Regions from separate parts of the Mus musculus genome. Here regions 2, 3, 4, 5, 6 and 7 are each linked to region 1. The links are chromatin contacts, called in public Hi-C, HiCAR-type and HiChIP or PLAC-seq maps. All regions are on one chromosome and are shown on one strand. The core of a region is the stretch at or near the end of the contact, and the rest is flanking DNA. Distances in the headings are between cores, read along the strand shown.

The links. Hi-C and Micro-C count contacts between places; a contact is called where the count stands out from the background. HiCAR-type assays count read pairs that join an accessible place to other places. HiChIP or PLAC-seq counts read pairs in DNA pulled down with a chosen protein or histone mark.
Region 2: a contact with region 1 is called in a HiCAR-type map of astrocytes, with 4 times the contacts expected there. The contact joins the promoter of Rab3c here to the promoter of Gpbp1 in region 1. A contact is called at or near these places in 1 of 39 promoter capture datasets (hippocampal neurons) and 1 of 115 datasets of contacts at active chromatin or transcription factors (astrocytes).
Region 3: a contact with region 1 is called in an H3K27ac HiChIP or PLAC-seq map of thymic regulatory T cells, with 12 times the contacts expected there. The contact joins the promoter of Mtrex here to the promoter of Gpbp1 in region 1. A contact is called at or near these places in 4 of 39 promoter capture datasets (the C10 cell line, hippocampal neurons, liver and 1 more), 5 of 484 Hi-C or Micro-C datasets (B cells, CD4 T cells, double positive thymocytes and 2 more), 7 of 115 datasets of contacts at active chromatin or transcription factors (astrocytes, cardiomyocytes, double positive thymocytes and 4 more) and 2 of 9 other capture datasets (adipose tissue and liver).
Region 4: a contact with region 1 is called in a Hi-C map of B cells, with 5 read pairs. The contact joins the enhancer-like site here to the promoter of Gpbp1 in region 1. A contact is called at or near these places in 2 of 39 promoter capture datasets (the C10 cell line and hippocampal neurons), 1 of 484 Hi-C or Micro-C datasets (B cells) and 4 of 115 datasets of contacts at active chromatin or transcription factors (astrocytes, epiblast stem cells, regulatory T cell precursor and 1 more).
Region 5: a contact with region 1 is called in a HiCAR-type map of astrocytes, with 2.5 times the contacts expected there. The contact joins the promoter of Plpp1 here to the promoter of Gpbp1 in region 1. A contact is called at or near these places in 1 of 484 Hi-C or Micro-C datasets (B cells) and 3 of 115 datasets of contacts at active chromatin or transcription factors (astrocytes, embryonic stem cells and thymic regulatory T cells).
Region 6: a Hi-C map of B cells shows a contact between it and region 1, with 9 read pairs. The contact joins the promoter of Slc38a9 here to the promoter of Gpbp1 in region 1. A contact is called at or near these places in 3 of 39 promoter capture datasets (the C10 cell line, liver and pre-B cells), 4 of 484 Hi-C or Micro-C datasets (B cells, CD4 T cells, CD8 T cells and 1 more), 2 of 115 datasets of contacts at active chromatin or transcription factors (astrocytes and thymic regulatory T cells) and 4 of 9 other capture datasets (adipose tissue, liver, macrophages and 1 more).
Region 7: a contact with region 1 is called in an H3K27ac HiChIP or PLAC-seq map of thymic regulatory T cells, with 10 times the contacts expected there. The contact joins the promoter of Ccno here to the promoter of Gpbp1 in region 1. A contact is called at or near these places in 3 of 39 promoter capture datasets (hippocampal neurons, liver and pre-B cells), 4 of 484 Hi-C or Micro-C datasets (CD4 T cells, CD8 T cells, embryonic stem cells and 1 more) and 3 of 115 datasets of contacts at active chromatin or transcription factors (cardiomyocytes, large pre-B cells and thymic regulatory T cells).

Annotation. Positions count from the first base shown.
Region 1 is chr13:111,488,836-111,491,590 of GRCm38.p6, reverse strand. It overlaps Gpbp1 (GC-rich promoter binding protein 1), which reads left to right and starts at 1,464. Exons shown (of 13, transcript NM_028487.5): 1 at 1,464-1,873.
Region 2 is chr13:110,278,873-110,281,650 of GRCm38.p6, reverse strand. It overlaps Rab3c (RAB3C, member RAS oncogene family), which reads left to right and starts at 1,445. Exons shown (of 5, transcript NM_023852.5): 1 at 1,445-1,656. The coding sequence starts at 1,633.
Region 3 is chr13:112,926,120-112,928,998 of GRCm38.p6, reverse strand. Mtrex (Mtr4 exosome RNA helicase) reads left to right here and starts at 1,619. Exons shown (of 27, transcript NM_028151.2): 1 at 1,619-1,769. The coding sequence starts at 1,642. It overlaps Dhx29 (DEAH (Asp-Glu-Ala-His) box polypeptide 29), which reads right to left and starts at 1,319. Exons shown (of 27, transcript NM_172594.3): 1 at 1,026-1,319. The coding sequence starts at 1,206.
Region 4 is chr13:109,906,281-109,909,167 of GRCm38.p6, reverse strand. All of the region lies in intron 8 of Pde4d (phosphodiesterase 4D, cAMP specific), which reads right to left. Among named protein-coding and RNA genes, the nearest start is that of Mir1904, 3.9 kb to the right of the region's middle. Within about 2 kb of position 1,392, at least 55 of the 459 cell types and tissues checked have an H3K27ac peak or open chromatin away from gene starts, as enhancers often do. A contact at or near this core is called in B cells, where this site is marked.
Region 5 is chr13:112,799,416-112,802,295 of GRCm38.p6, reverse strand. Plpp1 (phospholipid phosphatase 1) reads right to left here and starts at 1,519. Exons shown (of 6, transcript NM_008903.2): 1 at 1,030-1,519. The coding sequence starts at 1,087.
Region 6 is chr13:112,659,459-112,662,353 of GRCm38.p6, reverse strand. Slc38a9 (solute carrier family 38, member 9) reads right to left here and starts at 1,588. Exons shown (of 15, transcript NM_178746.4): 1 at 1,482-1,588.
Region 7 is chr13:112,986,113-112,989,096 of GRCm38.p6, reverse strand. It overlaps Ccno (cyclin O), which reads right to left and starts at 1,295. Exons shown (of 3, transcript NM_001081062.1): 1 at 813-1,295; 2 at 21-206. The coding sequence starts at 1,199.

The sequences.
Region 1 (2,755 bases), core at 215-2,714:
AGGTGGTGTGTCTTTGAAGGGATAAGGAGAACTCCAGGCCAGCTTGGGTTACATAGCTGAGATCCGAGCTAAATTCAAAAGCAACCCAAGTTCTTTTTCAATATACGTTAATTTTATGGATTCAGGTCTCGTGTAGTGGAAAGAGTTTGGATTAAGACTTAAAACAGAGCTGGGCGGGGTGGGGCATGGTTGTGACCCCAGAGTTTGTAAAGCAGAGGCAAAAGGATCGGGCGTTCAAGGTTCTCTACATAGCTCTTTAGAGAAAGCAACACGAATCCTTGCCTCTCCCGTCCCCACTCGACCCATATTCAAACCCACCTAAAACAAACGGAAGTTTAAACCGGGTAGGTTGAGTAGTCAAGGTCCAGGGAGTAACTGGATCATTTCTAAAATATGAAACCAGCTTATGTAAAAAGTGAGGAAAACACATCTTAGACATTGGCACGATTGAAAAAAGCATCCTTTAGTTTTAAGCCCTTTTTCCCTTTGTACCTAGGGGGCAAGATGGGTAAAGATTGAGGTACAAATTAAGGCGAGTTTACATTCGGCGAACTTATAGGGGTAACGCACTAAACTACAAACCCTATAATGCATATAAAAAGTTTCTGGGAAATGACGCTCCGGTGATTTTCCCTCTTTAGGACGCTTCTCCCTCATTTCTTCTACTTTTTTCCTTTTAGAATTAAATCTCCAACCTTTCCAGAGTGAACCTTTGGCTATATGTAGAGAAAGTGAATACCGTAACTTTTTTTTTTTAAATAATCGTTTGTGCTATGCGGATACCCAGGACAACGCTGATGAAATAATCCATCTCCTTTGGAGTTATTAGAAATAGGAATTACTAGCGCGATGCTCTCTGGCAGCCCTTCGCACTCCGGGGGAACGGTGGCTGCAGCCGAGCCTCGCGCGCCTCCCTAACCCGGCTTCCGCGTGTTAACGTCCCGCACGCTCCGCGTGGCGCGCGACTGCGGCGCCCAATCACTCAGGCAGGGCCGGCTCCGCCCACGGAGCGCTCAGGGCCCGCGCCGAGCGGCCTGCGAGCCACGGCGGGCTTCAGGCGGAGCCGAACGAACGGCGCCCGCCGCCGGCCGTTCCGGGTTGCGCGGCGCTGCCGGGCAGACTCAGAAGCGCCGCACGCCCTGCGAGCCCGCCTGCCCGTCCGGACCGCCTGCGCTCGTCCTCTCCACCCCACCGTTCCCGAGCTCGGGGAGGGCCCGCGGCTGCACAGAGGCGCTCCTCAGGGAACGGACGGGAATTCCCCCTTCCACCGAACGTTCCGGATTGTTCACCGTCCTCACGTCAGCAGCAGGGGGTAATCCCCGGCTCCAGCTGCTCCTGACGTCACCGCGCCGAGACTCCGCCTCCCCGCCCCGCCCCCCGCCCCGCCCCCGCCCTTCCCCCGCGCCAGGCCCAGCCTCCGGGTCCTCCTCAAAGCCCCGCCCCCGGTCTAGCCCCGCCCCTTCCTCTCCCCCAGGCGCCGACGTAGAGGGCGGAGCTTCCCTGACCTGGGGCGTGAGCTGCTACTTGGGCCAGAAGGTTCTGTGGTGGAGGCCCTCCTCCTCCGGCTCCGCCCAGTGGGTTCGTTTGCACCGCGGCTTCCGCACCCTTTCTTCCTCCTCTTTTCCCCTCGCCCCGCCTCCCTCCTCTTACTTCTCAACCTCTCCGCTGCGTCCCCCCTCCCTCGCCACCTTCCACGATCTCGCGAGACTTGGCCCAGAACATTGCGGATCGGGTCGGCGCCATTTTGGGACTGAGACTGGTTGTGGGGGAGGGAAAAGCGGCAAAAGGGGATTATTCAAAGTACCGAAAACCTCCTCCCGGGATCGAGCGCAGCGGCACCCCCAGGCCAGGGGCACCTCTGGTGGGGCAGAAGGTAACACAGTCCCCTGGGCCCCGGACGGGAGTCTCGGGGACCGGGGGAGGGGTTGCCCGTGTCGGCGTTGGGGCTTGAGGGGTCGGGAGCGGCGTTGGTGGCGCGAGGCGTGAGGGTGCGGGCGGCCGGGGGGCGGCGTGAGGCGTGAGGCGCGGGGCGCCCGCCCGTCCTCCCTCCCTCCCTCCCTCCCCCCGGCCGGCGTTGACTCAGCCCGGCGGAGCGGAGGCGGCGGCGGCGGCCGTGGGGCGAGGTGGGCGGCGGGCCTCGGCGGCCGTGGTGGGGGGGGGTGGTGCTCGGCGGCGAAGGCCGGGAACGGCCGGGGCGCCCGCGGCGTCGGGCTAAGACCCCAGGCCCCGGCACGCGCGCCTTCCTGGGCCACCACCAGCAAGGCGGCCCCGGGAACCGGGGAACCGGGGGACCGGGGACTGGAGTCGCGGCGTGCGGAGCCGTGGACTTCCGCCGTGTGCTCGGCGGCGCTTCGCCCTCCCCGCCGCGCCGGGCTCCGTGGCAGTTGCGGTGGTGGTGGTGGCTGCTCGCCCAAGGCGAGCGCTCCGAAGTCGCGTCGGCTCCCGAGTCCGACGGGACCTGTTTATTTTCCCGGGGAGAGCACGGTCCTTAACGGGGTGGACGGGTCGCGTCCCGCACCTCCCACCCCTGGAGTTTTGGCCGAAACCTGTTTGCTTAATTTCAAGGGAATGGGGCCGAGCACCTGGAGCCGAGCGCTGCTCTCCCGGGCTTGGGAGTCAGCCCCCGGGCGAACCGTAGCCACTCGCCCTGCCACGCTCGCCTTGCCACGCTCCCCTCCCGCCCGCCGGCCTGCCCGCCGGCCTTCCTACTAAGCCGTAGTGGGGACAATCCAGCTGCTCCGTCCTCCGAGATTGC
Region 2 (2,778 bases), core at 196-2,695, 1.2 Mb after region 1:
GAATATCTGGCATGGGGCCTGGGAATATGAAGGATAATTCCCAAGACATGTTTCTAGCCCATTTAAGTCCCAGAACATCCTTTCTGCTGATCTATCTAAGGAGATGAAGTTCAAAGATGACTCGAATTAACCTTTGTATGACTGTCTGTGAATATCATGAGGGTTTCAACTTTGACTCTGCCTCTCATGTCATAAATCTGACATCTTGAAAAGGTGGGGGGGGGGTCACAGATAGCTTGCATTCTGGAGGGGAGAGGACTTGTCTCAGCGACGGACGACAAAAGTCCTCTCACACATTAGAAGTTGACAAAAGCACATAAATGTCCAGTTTAGAGACGTGAAGGTCATGGTATGAAACGTTCCAGGAGGAGAGTAATTGCAATATAAAAGGAATAGCTGCACGCGCGTTTAAGAAAGGACTGACCGGCTAACTTAATCTAGATCTCCCATCTCATTCCGTGAAGGTGCTCCAGGGCTCTGGTGATGAATGTGTTCATTTTGTGTGACTTGCTTTTGGTAAATAACCCAGTGCCCTATCAGCTCTGCAGCACTCAGGTAGTGTGTGTGCTGGGAGGGCTAGGGGAGGGGCCGCTTGGCACGGGCGCCCCTGGCACTTCTTAGGAGACTAGCAGCCTTTTCTTTGCAGCTGTCACTAGAAGACTTCTGGGTTTCCCTCTGAAAGAAAGCCCTCCATCTAAACCCGCTGTCCCTTCCATCCCTCATTTCGGTCTCGCAAACCACTCCTCCAAGCCTTTCCATTGTGCTCTTTCGCCTGCATAAGACCTTCATCTCCTTTGTAGTGGGGAGACTTACTTGAGGCTATCAGAACCTCCGGCTGCAATGGAGCTGTATGGAAAGGTAAACAGAAAGGAGTGCCTGGCGGGCTCAGTCAGAAATCTAGCTTTTGTGGATATGTGTGTGTGTGTGTGTGTGTGTGTGTGTGTGTGTGTGTTCGCGTTTGCGTGCGTGCCGATCTTCTCAATTCAGTCTTGCGGATGAACCGCTTTTCTTATGTGTGTGCCACCCACTGCCGTTTTCCCCGCACGATCGTTGAATAAGACTGTAAAACTACTCCACTCTGGGTAAGTATAAACTTTCCGGGTTCAGGATAGAGATAAGGTAAAGCCCATTTGCATTGGAAATTAGAACAAAGTGCTGCGTTTTCTAGCCAGAGAGATACAGTCTGGCTTCCAAAAGCGATACTGTGAAGAAAAAGTCCTAGTTTGGGATGAATTGGTGTTATTGTCGCTAGCGCTCTTTGAAGAAATGGTTAGGCAGGCTGAGAGCGAGAACAACCGGTGTAACTGGAAAGAAGGGAGGTTTCCACCGCCCAGTGCAGCTGGAGGGGCTAGCCCGAGGGAAATCTTTCTGGGTCTCTGGGAATTGTAGTTCACAATTTTCCCATTTGAGCATTTGCCTCTTAAGATTAGACTACAACTCCCAGAAGCTCACGGGGTCCCTGGCCAGAACGCTTGTGCGGAGTCAGGAGCGGACAGCTCCGGTGCTGATGTTGGAGCGGGCTACAGAGCCCCACGCGTGCGGAGTGTTGCGGGGAGCGCGCAGGCTGTGCACGCTTGACCAGGCTCCCGGACCAGCGCTGTCCTAGCAAGAGAGAAAGGACATTTGCCTACAATGAGACACGAGGCGCCCATGCAGGTGGGTCTACAAAGAAAGAAAGAATGGTCTCGGAGAAACTGAGAGGGTCTCTCTAGCAGCTCAGGGGACTTGATGAAAGATAGATAGGGTTGTTCATTTTCTTTCTGGGCTCCCTAGGAGGTTGAGTGTGGAAAATGAAAACACGAGCTAACAAAGTGAGGACAGCCCATCTCTTGTTGTCTTTGATGGTCTTGGCTTCCTGGGTTAGTGATAGCGGTGTGAACTGGAGAATTTTCTCACGAATTTACTGAGAGTTCTCCATCTCGACTGGGTAGAGCGAATTCAGCTTGGTTAAGGACATTAAGAAAGAAATGTCAGTGTCAGTATCCCCCAAAGTGGTCTAAAAAACAAGAAAGATAAAAGAAAAGAAAGGGCAAAAAAGATTAGGGTCCTAGTATCAGAGGTAAAGAGCAAACACATTCACAGTTATCTCAGAGCTATGACATCCTTGATCTATGTCTGCTTAACTGGCCGGAAACGTTTCGAGGACCCTCTCTTCCCCAGCATTCCTGTGATGAGGTGGCCATTCACTGTACCACTAGATTCCCCATTTTAATCACATTCTTCGGGTTTACTTCCTTCAGAAATGAAGAGTACCTCTTTTGGAGCTAGTCACCTAAGTTATGCTTTTAAGTAAAGACTAGTTTTGTTTCTCCTATCTGTGTACAATTGATTAAGGCTAAACATAAGTCTATGTTTGTTAGCCAAGCTAAAGACTTGTTTCTCCTATCTGTGTACAACTGATTAAGGCTAAACATAAGTCTATGTTTGTTAGCCAAGCTAAATGGGCTCATTGCATAACAGAGCGGCGTTTTATGAATGGGATGAGAAGATTAGAAAGCACTCCATTTGGAATGTGTTGCTTCCCTTCAGAATCCACCTCTGTTGGTAAACTCAGCAACATAAATATTTGACTATCCAGTCTCAAACATTCCCCATGGTTTCCTCCTGAATCAAGGACTTTATACATCTGCTTTCATTTACTTTTAATTTATTTTATGACTTTTATATACGTATTAAGGAATCCTAACTGGACGGTTAAATGAAAACACTATAGAATTTAATTGTTTTCAGGAGTATTATATAATGGAAGACCTCAAATTACATTAAGAGTTATTGAAA
Region 3 (2,879 bases), core at 370-2,869, 1.4 Mb before region 1:
AACCACTGAGCCATCTCTCCAGCCCCCTCCAAGCTCTTTCTTAACTCAAGATCTTGGGAATGTTATTCCTACCATGCTTTACAGGATTAACTTCTAGACAGCTTCTAATTTCAGCTCAACTATCACTTTTCATGACTCCTCACCATTGGGGGGAAAAAAACCGAAACAAAACACCCTGCTAAACACTCATGGGCATGCTCTCTCTCTCTCTGAAGCTTAACAACTATAAAGCACGACTGTCTGTGTGATTAGTAAATTAGATTCCTAAGCTGCTCTGGAGCGAAGGTTTCCATTTTTTTCGGTCTTATTATCACCAGTCAGATGCTTGGTATTTATGTATCAATAAGCACATATGCTTGCAAGTTTTTTGTTATAGAAAAAAATTACTGCAAGCAAACAGATCAAACAGAACAAAACAACATATAATTTTGATGTTTTTGAAACTAGCTGAAAGAGTGGCCGTAACTAATCACCTTCAAGTTATCAAATCAATCTGCAGGGTAAGCAAAAAAATGCAAGGATTTGACAAGCATAGAATTTTACTGTAAGTCAATCCAGTGTCCAATGTGTAAAGTGTGGTTATTCTTAGGAAACACTGACTTTTCTGGAACATACAAGGATATTTATGTAGATAGATGCTGAAGAAGACATTAAGATCTGACAGAACATGGAGCTGCATCAAGCCAGAAGCACTTCCCTTAACAACTCTCTTAACTAGCGGAGCGGCTGTTCTGACAGCTCAGAGTGGATTCCTGCTGAACAACAGCAGATGCCATGACTCCGTTCTTAGAAGGAGAAAGAAAAAAAAAAAAGAGTGAGTTAGAAAGGCGAAGCCACGCTGTAACAGAGTTACTTTTGTAACTTTAATGGCCAAAGGCCCTTAGACCGATCTACAAGGCCACCCCACCCACTGCTCAGGTGTGGAAGATGTCTAAGTTTGGATCTCATCAGCTCACGTTGTGAGTCTTTGCTGGACAAGAAGCAGGGTCTGAGGGCAGAAGGCTGGGCACTGGGTCAGGGCTTACCTTGCTTCACTCGGGGCTCCCGGGCGCCGGTGGGGACGGCGGGCGCCGGCCTGGCCACCGGCTTCTTGCTCTGGGCTTCCCCAACAGCTCCGGCCTCTGCACTTCTGGCTCTGGAAGCAGACACGGCGGCCCGCATCGCCGCAGCTCCCGGCGCCTTGTGTTTCTTATTTTTGCCGCCCATGTTTCAGCTGCAGGAGAGTAGTCTTCCAGATCCAGATCCCCGCTGCGGCACAGCAGAAGCCCGAGAGCTCTTCACGTTTGCCGGCTCCCACGCCTCCACCCAGCCTCCTCCATCCGGGCTCCGCGGCTGGGGCTCCGGCTCAATTGGCCCGTGTCCTCAGACTCCGCCTCTCGGCTCCCGGGAGCGAGCGGCATGGCTGCTGTCGTGCGCCACTGGTCGCTAAGTTTTTAGTCATTGAACTGCCGGACTCGCAGTGGTTGGAAGAGAAAAGGGGCAGGACCCAGACTAGAAAGGAGAAAAGTCACGCGGGGCTCAAGGCTCGCTCACTTTTGACTCCTCCGGGCCACCGTCGAGTCCCCCCATTCGGCGTCACTGTAGGGTACGGTCGCGGGGCCTCTTGGGTAGGAGGGAGATTCGGTCTCAGAGTTCCGAAAGATGGCGGATGCTTTCGGGGATGAGCTTTTCAGCGTTTTCGAGGATGATTCGACCTCTGCAGCAGGAGCCAAGAAAGACAAAGAGAAAGAGAAATGGAAGGGGCCACCAGGGTCTGCAGACAAGGCCGGGTAAGGAAAACCTCTGAGCTCTTTTTCTTCTCGTTCTTCTTGTTTTTGATGCCGGTAAAGGAAACACGACTCAGACGAGGAGCACAGAAAGTGTTTGAATGGAGTCAAGAGGCTAAGGAGATTGAGGGGAAAAAAAAAAAAAACCGTTGGGGAGAGAGGAAAGGTTGATTTTGCGGGAGGGAGGGCGGTCTCGGTGTTCGTGCCTGTCCGGCCGCAGCGTGGCTTCCTTAGGCCATGCTTTGGCTGTAACCCCAGCTTAGCAGGCCAGGTACGGCTTTGCTTGCGAGGCGGGGCTTGTCACCCACAAAACCTCTCACATAGTCTTTAAGCAGCGAGGCACTAGATGAGCCAAGGGGGAAGACATGTAGGGGGTTCTTAAACCGCGAAGGCAAATCGCTACCGAAGGAAGAGATTTAATCTCCAAGTTGTAGTTTTCCCAAAATAAATTAATAATAATAATAATAATAATAATAATAATAATAATAATAATAAAGTCAGATTCAGGATATCGCTATGTAAGTTGGGCAGCCCTCGAACTCGAGATCCTCTTATTTCAGGTCCTTAGGGTTGGAATTCCCAGAGTGCCCCTATGACACTCGGTCAAACTAGTTTTCTCTTCCGTTAGCGTTTTACACTTGATGATTGATTCGGTCCGTTATTACATGAGTAGTTGCAAAGTACTGGTTTAAAAAAAAAAAAAAGCTATGTCTTTCTGCTTCTTACCTGGAATCCAGTCATAAATTAATTAATTTAAAAAATCATTGCTCTAGGGCTGAGGACATGGCCAGTGTAAAAGACAGCTTTCTGTTTGAGAATGAGGACCTAGTTTCAAATCTCTAGTACCCACATAAAAAGTGTGAGCACTGTAACCCCAGCACAGTGGGGCACAGAGACAAAAATTGTTGGGCCTGGCTGGTTGCTAACTTAGCCTCTTGGTTGTATAAGTGAGAAACGCTGTCTCAAGGGAGTAATGTAGGATGCTGGAAGTCCTCTGGCCTCCACTGTATGCTCAAGTGTAGGCGCCACACAAAGAAGACACAGAATTTCCCTTATTGTCAGTTACCTTCAGTTCTCAAGTTGAGGAATTTCCTTCACCACACTGACCCTTGG
Region 4 (2,887 bases), core at 143-2,642, 1.6 Mb after region 1:
CTCTGCAGAGCTGCTGTAAGCACTAATAGTGCGTGCGCCGGGCCAGGCCAGCAAGTAAACGCCACTCATCTGCCTTACATAGAAAGTTCAGCAAAAATATTTCCAAAAGCCAAGAATACTGAACAATAACAAAAGAAAAAAACATTTGGTATTTTCCACGGGACAAGATCATAAACCCACTATTACATTAGCTGCTGTGTCCAATTTAACTAATATCCTAGTGAATATCACGGATGTGTCTGCCCTTTAAGAAAGTCTCTAGGTCCATCACCCAACTGTTGGAGTGAAGAAACTGTTTTCCTATTCCTGACATCCCTTCAAAGCATCGTCTCCTGGCCTTGGTTGTGGGGAAGGAGGGAAGCTTGAATCATGCTAAGGACACTCACTCTTTTATCCAACTAAGCCTTAACATTTTGATTGTTTTTAAAAAAGGGCGGGATAGTTCATACTCTACCATAGAAGCTACCATTTTCCTATAAATCAAATTGATTGACTGATGATAGCTGAAAGCATTCTCTTAGTAATTGATTTATTTAATGAAACATAGAAGCAAGGGGTGAGGGGTCAGTTTATGCGAGCCAACACAGAAAGCTGACACAGGAACGGAACCAATGACACTGTTGGCTTTTTTCCCTGTAGTCTCTCATGTCTTGCTACATTATAAACAAAGACCTTACATGTCAATGAAGTGAAAATCCTTATAGCAATGTTTCCAGACCAGAGAGATGCACATACTCACACACTCACACACACACACAGATGTGTGCAAAACTTAAAGCATTTTAAGCAAGTGTTTTGTTTTGTTTTTCTATTACTACTTATAAGCAAAGAGAGAATTTTTTTCTAGCTGTGGTACTATATTTTATGTTTTTATCTTTTATGTGAGGCTCTAGAGACAAAAAAAAAAGAACAAAAAAAGCAAACAAACAAAAAAAAAAGCTTTCCCAAATCTACCTTTATTAAGAAGTTGGAAACATAAGACACCAAACTCAAAATATCAAGAAGCCAAGTTCCCAGCTTCTATGGCTATACAAGAGCTTTTCTCTTAAAATTTATATATTTATTGAGGCATATATATGTATATATATGAACTCTTAAGAATCCTCTTTTTTATGTTTTAACAGCTAAAACTATTTTAATTGTCACTACTTAAAATGTCTCTTGCAACTAACTTAGCTTCCTTCATAATGGGATTTCGGTCCTTCTGAGTTCCCTTATACTTTTGTGGGGCAGGGCTGGAATATCTTAAGTTTCAGCTACAGCTGTGAACAACCCATCTTCCTTCCTGCAAACCTCCTGGCCGGAAGAAAACCGTTATCTGAAGTCAACAGCAAGTGCTAGCCTGTGCTATGCGCTGGCACCCATACGGCAGCAGGGGGAGCCAGTGGGAAAATAGTTGAGAAGAACCAGGCTCCAGAAGAGAAGCTTAATTTGTTCTCAAAGCAGAGGAAGAGAGCAGCAATGGACCAAAAAGACAAACTAAGACTAACAGAGAACGCGTCACTACGTGTGCAAAGCCGATGTGGGTGCCTTTGAAGGGAGCCACGGAAAAACCTTAAGTCTTTGCAAAGGATGCTCGAATCCCAATTTCAAGACCAAGTTACAGTTCGCTGGAAAGCCCAGTGCTTTTCAAGAGTGCTGAGCTACCAAACTGCCCCCAAAATGTGAGAGCAGACACAAGCTAGTATTTTTAGATTGATATGTTTTAGGGCTATTTCAAAAGGATTTCATTTTTCTCCTGCAAGCATCACTGATCTTACATGGAAGACGCAGTAAAATGAGCATTATTAGATCATGAGAGGGTTGTTGCAAGGTTGGAACAGAAATTTCTTTGAACCCCGGGGACCAGACTTCTGCCGGCTCTCATGCAGACACCTCCCAACCCTTATCTGACCCCTTTGGGGTGTGTGTGTGACCAGAAACACCATGAAAGTATCTTAAAGTATTTTACTTTGAAAGTATTTTAGCTTTGCAAAATCTGTATAGAAGGACAGCAATGTGCCCCCCAGACTCATACATATGTATGTCTTGAAGGCTAGCAAGGCCTATATTTCCAGCTACAGTATAGCAGAAAAACACCTCATTCTATCTGGAATTTAAATGTGAACTTAAGAAATGCCTGGACATCTCCTTAGAACCTCAAACTATTCTAGCTATTTGTGGATGATAAAGACATATTACAAAAATCTATGACACATAGAATTTCTACCAAAAATTACTCTTGTGCAGTAAACTAATAAAATCGAATATTTCAGACAAAAAAAGGAACTCAAGAAAACTTGACCCCAAACTCTTATATTGCCCTTTCAAAATGGTTATTGTTATGCCTCAGATTATACTAAAGGAAAGTGTAGCTTAAAAAGTTTACATTATGATTTTTTTTAATAACTCAGTGAAGAAGAGAATAAAACACAGAGTGAACTTCTAGGTCTGTCCGCCTCTAAAGCGCTGAGGCCTCACTGAAATTGCCCTCAATTGCTGGTTCCGGGGTAGGGGATGGGGGTGGGGAGGGAAATCTGTACAACTCTTAGGCAGATTAATGTGCATTTGAGAGTAAATGCTGTAGATGTAATCACTCAAATTAAATGCCATCTGGAATCTCTTACGCCTCCAATACAAGCATCTAGCATGTGTTACAGCCACCCCTTGCCTTGGCCAAGATTTCAACCATATTCTTGTCCTGAGCAAGCAGTCTGTGTACACTGTGACAGCAACACAGAAAATATGTTGTCTGCTAGACATCACCTTAAAGCTACTAATCATTGCCAATTTCTTTTTATTGAGATCTTTTAACTATATGAATTCTCTGTTAGCAGGCTTAAAGATCTGGCTTCCCCGCTTTCTGCCTGCCAAATCACCTCCATAATAGATCCTGTCTGTTATCAGT
Region 5 (2,880 bases), core at 270-2,769, 1.3 Mb before region 1:
CAGAGTCCCACCACCCAAACTTCCAACAGCTTACAACTAGGTAAATTGCCTGACCCAATGGTCTACAAGTGACAGACACGATACAGGAAAAAAAAGAAGAAAAAAGAAAAAGAAAAAAAGTGAAAGCTACCCCTTCCATGCCTATCCCTTGACAAGATGACTCTAGTTTTGGAGGTTTGGGAAGTTTTGTTTTTGTTTCTCCTGAAGGAGAAACAAAACAAAACAAAAAAAAACATCTGGAGACGAAAGACCCCAGAATTGAAGTCTTCCACCAGGGAAATAACCTTAACTTTGCTGTAGCTAAAGAAATTAAAGAAGCTAAAGGCGCTCCGTGCCAGGCTGTCACAGGAGACAGGCACACCAAGGCAAGGGCTGCGCTATAAGCCAATAGCAGGACTTCTACGGGATGGGATGGGGAAAAGCAAGCTTCTTCAGACCTCATCAGGCAGAAACCTGGCCATCTCCATCGCTCCTGCAACCTGACAATTTACAACCTGACGACGCCTTCTAATTAGGAACGTTCTAAACCTTTTATAGACGAAGAAAACTTTCAAGTGCTTCTCACCAAGTTATGATAAGCTGGGCACTGAAGCCTGCCTGCCTGCCTGCCTGCCTGTTCCCAGGGAGGGAAAAGTCCGAGTGTACCGAACCTCCAGCTTCGCTGCAGAACCTGATGAGCCAGAGACCAGGATTCTCTGCACGGTGCAGAGGGAGGAGCCCACCCTGCCTGTTAGAGTGGGCCGGGAAACAGAGGGTAACAGCACAGGCGAGAACAGAGGCCAAGCAGGGCTAGACTCAGCGCACCGGCAGACAGGCAGGGAGAGCCCACGCTGGAGCCAGAGTGTTGGATGCAGAAGCGGGGATCACCCCCACCCCCACCCAGCCCCGGCCCCCCGAGCTGCGCAAACGGCTCCCCACAACTCTCTCCGCAGCCACCGGCGCACGCGCGCGCGCGCACGCCGGGCACACCCACCCCACACCGGTGCGCGGCTCCGCCTGGAAGACCCCCGGGCCGCGGCGCCTACGTACCCAGCAACACGCAAATCACATCGAGGGCCACGTACGGCAGCCGCGTCTTGTCGAACATGGTCACCGGCTGGATGGTGTCACCACCTGGTGCGAGTGGCGGGAGGAACAGACCGCGGCGGTCCAGATACCCAATTCCCAGAGCCCCGCCCTCGGGATGGCGGCCGCCCCAAGCGACTGCGAGCCTCTTAGACTGACGGGAGCAGGGACCAGGGCAGTTTGGATTGGGCCGCCCTGCCACCGAGGGCAATCGTGTCCCGGACTTTTCCCTTCACGGACCCGGTACTGGGCCAGTGGCCGCCGATCTGTCGCCTCAGGCGCCTGCTCTCTCAGTGCTGGCTCGTCGCGGCCAATCGCCCTCCGCTGCCCTGTGCCCTCTCCAACAGGCCGGGCGAGCTCTAAGGATGAGGACTGGAGGAACACCGCTCCTCCCGCCCCAGGCGCGCCGCTCCGGCCAGTGCGCGGTCTCGCCGGCTGCAGCGCGCGGGGACGAAACCCAGGCCAGCGCAGACAGCCAATCAGCGCCATCGGCCCCGCCCCGCCGACTTGCGGAGCCCGCCCCGAATCTGGAAGCTGGTTAACGGGGCGGGGCCAATTGCAGGGATTGGGAGTCCTCTCTTTAGTCCATTCAGCCCTTTAGTGCTAGGCGATGCTTCCTTTAAAGGAGAGCCAGACCCCGATACACCATTCCATAGCTCCTGCTGCCCGCCATCCTTCTCCTCCCATGGGCTCTCCCTCCAAACTGTTTAAATGAGTTACCTCTAAGCCCCTTTCTGTGAGGGGCCTGCACCTTGGCCTTCCTGTTGGTCGTAGCTGAGCTTCATTCTAGCAAGAATCCTTCTTGCCCTCTGGTCATTCTTGATATTCTAATACTTAATATCTGAACCCTCCCGCCTTTGGTGTACGTAAATCCGCAGTCTACCCTTAGCAAGAATACCCCTGCCATTAATGTCTTCTTAGTCATGTTCTGTTCACTGACTTCGAATCTCCAGCTCAGTTTCCGCTAACTGCAAGTCATGTCTCCTACTGCAATAGACTTCGTTGGGACTTCACTTGGGAGGAGTTTGGAGACTTGTTCAATGGTAGAGCTCTGGCTTTAGCACGGAGGGGCCTTATTTTTGATCAGTAGCGCAGCTTCAGCCATGCTCACACAAACAATAGAGTTAACTATGTCTTAAGAAATATCAATGATTCAATAGTGGCAGTCCCCGTACCCATTCCCAGGAGGCCTCCAGAACACATTTAGTAATCTCAGTTTCCAAATGTGTAAAAAGAGGATCTCAATGATCCCCGCTGTCTATTCTAATTAAGAGGAAGTGGTGAGACTCAGAGAAGATAATGTGACAATTGCTTTATAAAGAGTTAAACCACCACTACCAATCTTAACAATACATGGTTTCCTCCTTGCTCAAGACTTTTTTTTTTTTTTTTTTTTTGACAGAGACTCCTTTAGCCCAGGCAGGCCTCACATTCGGCTGTGTAGCCGAAAATGGTCTTAACTCCTGCATCTACCTCCCAAGGCGTTACAGGCATGAGCCAGCACCCCTGGGGTTTTTCTTCTTATAGGAAGATGTAAAATACAAATCACAGAATGTGCCTTCTGTTTTCTCAGGTATTTCCTGCCAAGCATCCCAAAAGACCAGTGAGTGGAAAGATGCTACTTCCCAAGGGGAGTCAGATGTGTTTCCAAGTGCAACTATAAGCCATAAAAATGTGTATTTGTAAAAGTATATTCTTATTTTAAAGATATATGGATTTTTAAATTTCAACTTATTTTAATTGTTTCTAAAAGCTCTCAACAATTTACACGCAAAAAGATGTGGCATTATTATTTATTATTATTATTATTATTAT
Region 6 (2,895 bases), core at 339-2,838, 1.2 Mb before region 1:
AGACTTTACCGGTGTGTTAATAGCTAATAGCCATAATTCTACAATTCTGATGTTACAGGGCGGAGGAGGGGGAGGCGCATTTTTCTACTCTGCTTAACTAATGCTTCAAAGAATGTTAAAATCTGGCAGTGATGGACACAACGTAGTCTAGAAAGCACCAAAGCAATACTATGACAACAAAGAACTTCTCCTTTTCCTAGATGAGCAACACTAGATTTTCTGAAGTTGAGTTTTAGATTAAAACAAACAAACAAATAAACAAACCAAAAACTACTAGCAAAGCACTAAAGTTTAAATGTATTATAAAAACACAGGCCTGCTAAAAATTTTTAACCTCTTATAATTTTTTTCCTTTTTCCTATATCACTAGTGTTGGACATCACTATGTGCACCATAACACCTGTTTTTTTTTTTTTTTTTTTTTACAAAGGTGCAATGACCCATATACACGCTGGGTCTTCATGCTTGCAAGGTCAGCACTTTAGAGACCAGCCATTTTTCTAGCCCTGGGTTTCAGATTTTAAGTCTCACTATTTAAACTGGAGACCATCCGTTCCCCTGGCTCACCTAAGTCCTGGGCTTACAGGCTTGCCCCATGTCTATCTGATTGTAGTTGTTTACAAGGCATACAGGTTTCTCTTTAATTTACAAGTTTCTTTTGATCTACTGAAAAGTTCTGTTGAAAACAAATAACAAAACCCCAAATAAATAGCGAACAAACAAAAACTTTTGTCTGGTACTCCACATGCCACTTCTTTGTTATATTTGAAGGCATGGAATAGGAAAACAGAGAGTGACCTCAACAATAAATGAGGCACTGCCAGGGGATCCTTACAATTAGGTTTTGGGCAAGTTGGCTAATAACTGACTGATGGATAAGCAGATGTCTTCAATTTTTAAGACATCCTGATTTGTAAACCGAGGAGAAAACGTTTGACTAGCTGCCTCACAACTCCAGTATTTCAAGACAGCCAACACAGCATTGCCACCCACAATTAGAGCAGTCAGTCACTCATGGGCTGGGGAAGTAGCTTGGTGGTAGAGCGACTTCATTGCCCAGCCCTGGGTTGCATCTTCCAGCACCTGTCCCAGCACAAGTGAGTCAGAGTCAAACACCAGTGTGGTAGGCACAGCAGGGGCTTCCGCTCCCAATTCTCCTCTCTAGATCTTTCTCTATCCCTGCAATAATCCCAACAGTCCTCTCACCCCGGCTTCGGGTGTTCATCTGCTGTAACCCTTCCTGCCTTTTCCCAGCAGACCCAGACTTTCTCAGCTCCCGCGGACTCCCCGTACTTGACCCATTCGAGGGACCTGCGCCACTCTGGAGCAGTGTCCCTAGCCCGGGGCTTGGCTCTCCCGGCATCCCAAAGACCCCTCCGTGCTGACAGCCCGATGGCTGCAAACTCAGCCCTTCCTTCCTCGCCTGGGCTCCCTCTTGGACTGTCCCAGGGTGAGTTTGCCAGGAGCGAGAACGTGTCTACCTCAGCAGGCCAATCCCTCTACGTCGGAAAACCAGAGCAGGAGGCGAAGACCCTTTCACAGACCTCTCAGTTGGCAGCGGCTTAGAGAGAATAGTCCTCTAAACAGGAAGAGGCAACGGCTTAGGCCGCGGGGGATGGCGGGGGATGGAGTCCTAGGAAAACACAGTCCACCGCTTCTGTGAAAGCGCCGCCATCTGAAACTACAACTCCCAGAGGGCTCTGCAGCAGCCGGCCAGCCTATCAAAGAACCCCGCCCTCCAGCTCCGGAGGCGGGGTCGCTGAGCAGGTGCTCGAACATCTGACCGGCTGGGTTGTCTTCTCCTCCCGAACTACCTAGGAAGAGAGAAAAAGAAGAGATCTCTTTAGGTGCTTTACAGCATCACAGGCCACGTGAGAACAAGATGATGTGCCTGACGTCCCTGGTGACGTTTTTCTCAGGCTTTCCTGGCTCGTGTTATGTTCTTAGGTCACGCCCTTGGATCCCGAGGGAAGCTGGATTGGGGTGGAATGGGGGAGTTGTTAATGAGCATTGATTTTTCTCCTGTGGTCTTCTTGTTTGTTTTGTGTTTGTTTTGGTTTGTTTTTTGTTTTGTTATTCGAGACAGTTTCTCTGTGTGTCCCTGTCTGTCCTGGAACTCACTCTGTAGACCAGGCTAGCTTCAAACTCAAAAGATCTGCCTGCTTCTGCCTCTGCCTCCTGAGTGCTGATATTAAAGGCGAGTGTCACCAGTGCCAGGTCTGGGTCTCTCTCTCCCCCTGGCCCTCCCCCTGTCCCTCCCCTCCCCACCCCACCTAAAGTCAATGTATGTTGGTAATGAAGTCATCTCATGGTAAGATCCCTAAGACTGATATGGCATGTCTTAAAACCAGGGCTCTATAAAGAAAGCTAACATTCAAAAGCAATGTGCTGTAATGTGATCAAGACCCCAAGACCTAAACTTATCAAATAGTAATGAATTCCAAGAATTTTACATTTATCATTTTGTAAAGTCTTTGGAAACTTCATGTTTTACCTATTTTTACCGATAATGAAACAGTCTTAGAAAAGTTGTGACATGGCAAGGCTAGACAGACTTTCAAGTGGCAAAATATCTGGAATTCAAACCAAGGTCTTCCAAACTCTGCTCTCAAACTCTTCTAAATATCCGCTCTGATACTGAGGGCTTAAAATTGCAAGTAGTAGTGAATGGTGCCTTTTAGGGAGATACAAGTTATTTTGTTGACAGTGTTCTTGTTCCAAAAGGCTTACAACTGCATCTGGCTGTACATCTGCATCTGCATTTGAAAATGAATGATACATGATTTTTGTAAGTCTCTGTAATAGGAAAATTTTCTTTTTCCTTTCTTTTTTCTTTTTTTCCTGAATTCCAGTCTGAGAAAACAGTTTTAGTCAAGATTGGAAAGAGCAAAATAA
Region 7 (2,984 bases), core at 46-2,545, 1.5 Mb before region 1:
ACTCTTTCGCCTGGTGGTACCTGCTTGCAAGCGATGAGCAGACAGGTGACCCCGAGCAGCTGGAAGCAGTCTGCAGCAACAGGGGTCGTGAGGAGAAAACGGTCCAGAGTATTCACGGTCAGACACAGCGACTCGAAAGAGAGGCCGAACTGGCGGTGGACTTGCAGGAGCCAGCTGAGCAGTTTACAGCGCGATTCGGCAGTCACCTGGCCGGGAGCGAGAGGGGGAGTGTGCTGAAGCGCGCGCCCGAACAAAACAATCCAGAGAGGCAGAGAGGCAAAGGGGAAAACGCTAAATGACTGAAAAATAGGAGGCACGTGGGGGGGAGGGGGGGAGGTACGGGCCTGCCTTAAACCAGGCGTTCCGGAACGCCTGGGAACGTTTGGGCTCGCGCCTGGTATTGTGCACAGTGCATTAGGGCACACTACCCAGTCTAACCCTCTCAGCAAGTCAAAGGGACTATAAGGGGTGGGGGGTGGGGGGTAAAGTTTTTGTTTTTTTTTTAAACAGAAGTGCAAGCAAATTTAGGAGTTCTGGATCTGACGTAGAAGCTGTCGAACTGCGTTATAATAAAACTCCTCTACCCACCCCCTATAACTTCCGATATCCACCTCTCCACCCACAACCTTTCTCCATCTAAATAGGTCAGTGGGCCAATCCTTGAAGGTCCCAATTGCTCCTACTGATGGCAGATAATGGGCTGCAATGACTAGGGCTGTGCGAAGGGCAGCCAGCAGCCATGGAGAGAGCGAGCTAGCCTGGGAGAGACAGAAGCGCGACGGCCCCGGGTCTGGCTCTTGCCAGCGCCTCACTTGTGGCTGGCGCGCCAGCGACTCCCGCGGGTGGAAAAGATTCTCCTGCGCCTTTCGGAAGTCGTAGCAGCTCTGGCCGTATTCTCGGAAGGTCTGGAGATCCAGCGCTGTCAAGGGCTGGGCAGGGTTGAGTAGGGAGCTGCAGTCCCGCGCCGCAGACACTGCGGGGCTGTCGGCGCCGTCCGAGCTGGAGCTGGGGGACTCGAAAAGGTCACAGACGCCCGAGTCTCCCGGGAGCGAACACGCGTTCAGCGGCCGCAGCGGCTTCTTTCTCCGGAGGCACGGGCGTCTGCTCTTCTTCACTGGGGCGCGGAGGTTCTGGTGGCTGTCTCGCCTCCCGGCTCCCGCGGCGGGGCTGCCCGGGCTGGCAGGGCAAGGGGTAACCATGTTACAATCGGGTAGCGCTCCTAGCGTCTACGACGCCCGGAGCGTCGGCGCGAGAGCTGCGAGGAAGATCCGGTCCCGCTGGCGGCGCAGCTCTAAGTACCCGGACTGTGCCTTCCCTCCACCACTCCCCCGGCCTCTCACTGGCTGAGCCCCGAGCCGCCCACGGGCCGCGCTTTCCCGGAGGCAGAGCCACACCCCTCGCGTGCGAGCAACGCGTGGCCCCCGCGCTGGTTGCAGGGGGAGGAGGCGTTGCAACTCCCGCCTCTCACCCGCCTTCAGCTGCAGGCTCCGCGCGTCTGTCGTCACCGTGGCAACCGCAGCCCGGGTCCTGGCGCCAGCTGCTTGAGCTCGGTGGAAGAGCGTAAAGATCACTGGCCACCTAGGGGAGCCATGGGCCGTCTGAGCGGTTCAGCCGCCCCCGGAAAAAGGGAAAGGCTGCTCCGGGGAACCTGGTCCTTGGTTAGATTGTCTGGCCTGGTGTGATCATCTTTTATGCCAACCCTCATCCAGGTGGGTCCGCCTCTGAGCTCCGGACCAAGATCAGGCTAGGTTTTCTTCAGTGACCCATAAAAGGACTTGATTTGCGACTATTTTATTTCATTCCGCTGGCCCAGGGAAGGAGAACTTTGGCGCGTCGCTAACGTCTGTTAAGTATGTGGGAGCCCGTCCTGTCAGACAGGTATTTGTGATCCAAAAACGTAGGAAGTTACTTCAAATGACCGTCGCACAAGCCCGCTGCCCTCTGGATACTTTGCCCCGCACTTTTCATCCCGAGCCAAACACGCCAAGGCTGCAGCCGTTTAGGGCCTTAATGTCACAGGTGGCATTTCTGTGGAATTGCTCACAGTGTGTTCTGCTTTGGGTCATTAGCTTTTAACCCTCTACCTTTCTAGGTTATTCTTTGTGCCCAGGGTAGGATGGAGGGAAATCAAAGGAATGCAGAGTTGGGGGAGGGGGAGGCGCGGGGACAAGAGAGAAAGGTAGAATGTGACACCTTCTCCATTCTCAACCCGTGTACTCCAAACTCCGGTCCTGATCTAAAAGAGACGTTAAGGCGCTGTGAGTTCTGCACACGCGGCCGTCCTCACTGATTCCAAAGACAGCTGGAAATTGTTGGAGTCCACGTGCAAATCCTCCCCCTAGAAACTTGCCAGAGAAGCAGGTGAGGGGAAAGGGCTGGATTTCAGCTTCTCGCCTCCGTTTCTATTCTCTGTGATTCTGAAGGCGCTTTAAATTGCAGCACTTGTGTGACGCGGGGTTGCTGAGAATCACCTGAGAGGAGTTTTCTACATGCAAGTGCCTGGCTTTCTGTCTCCTCTCAGGCTGTTGATGGGTAACATTACGGGGAGATCAACCGAATCCACAGCAAGGGGGCCACATAGCAGACCTCTTCCTAGAAGAGTTTTCTGGGTGAGGAGGAAGGATCTAGGAACTCTCTGATTCTGCCTCTTGGTCCAGCGGGAAAGAGCACAAAGCACCTCATCAGTAGGATCCAGAGTGTACCTATTTAATGATCTTGTTCAGCAAGACATTATTCGGTCTCCATTTCGTCGTCTGTAAAAGGATATTACTTGCCTTGCGAGTCAAGTAACATCGATGAGAAATCTTGAAACTCCCCCCCCCCCCGTTAATTTATTTTATTTATTCACTTTACATCCCTATCGCAGCTCCTCCTCCTCTCAGTTACCGCCTCACATCGCCCCTTCCCCCTCCTTCCCTGCATTGAGAAGGGGCCGCCCTCTCCCTCTGAGTACTAACCCATCCTGACACACCAAGCCCCTGCAG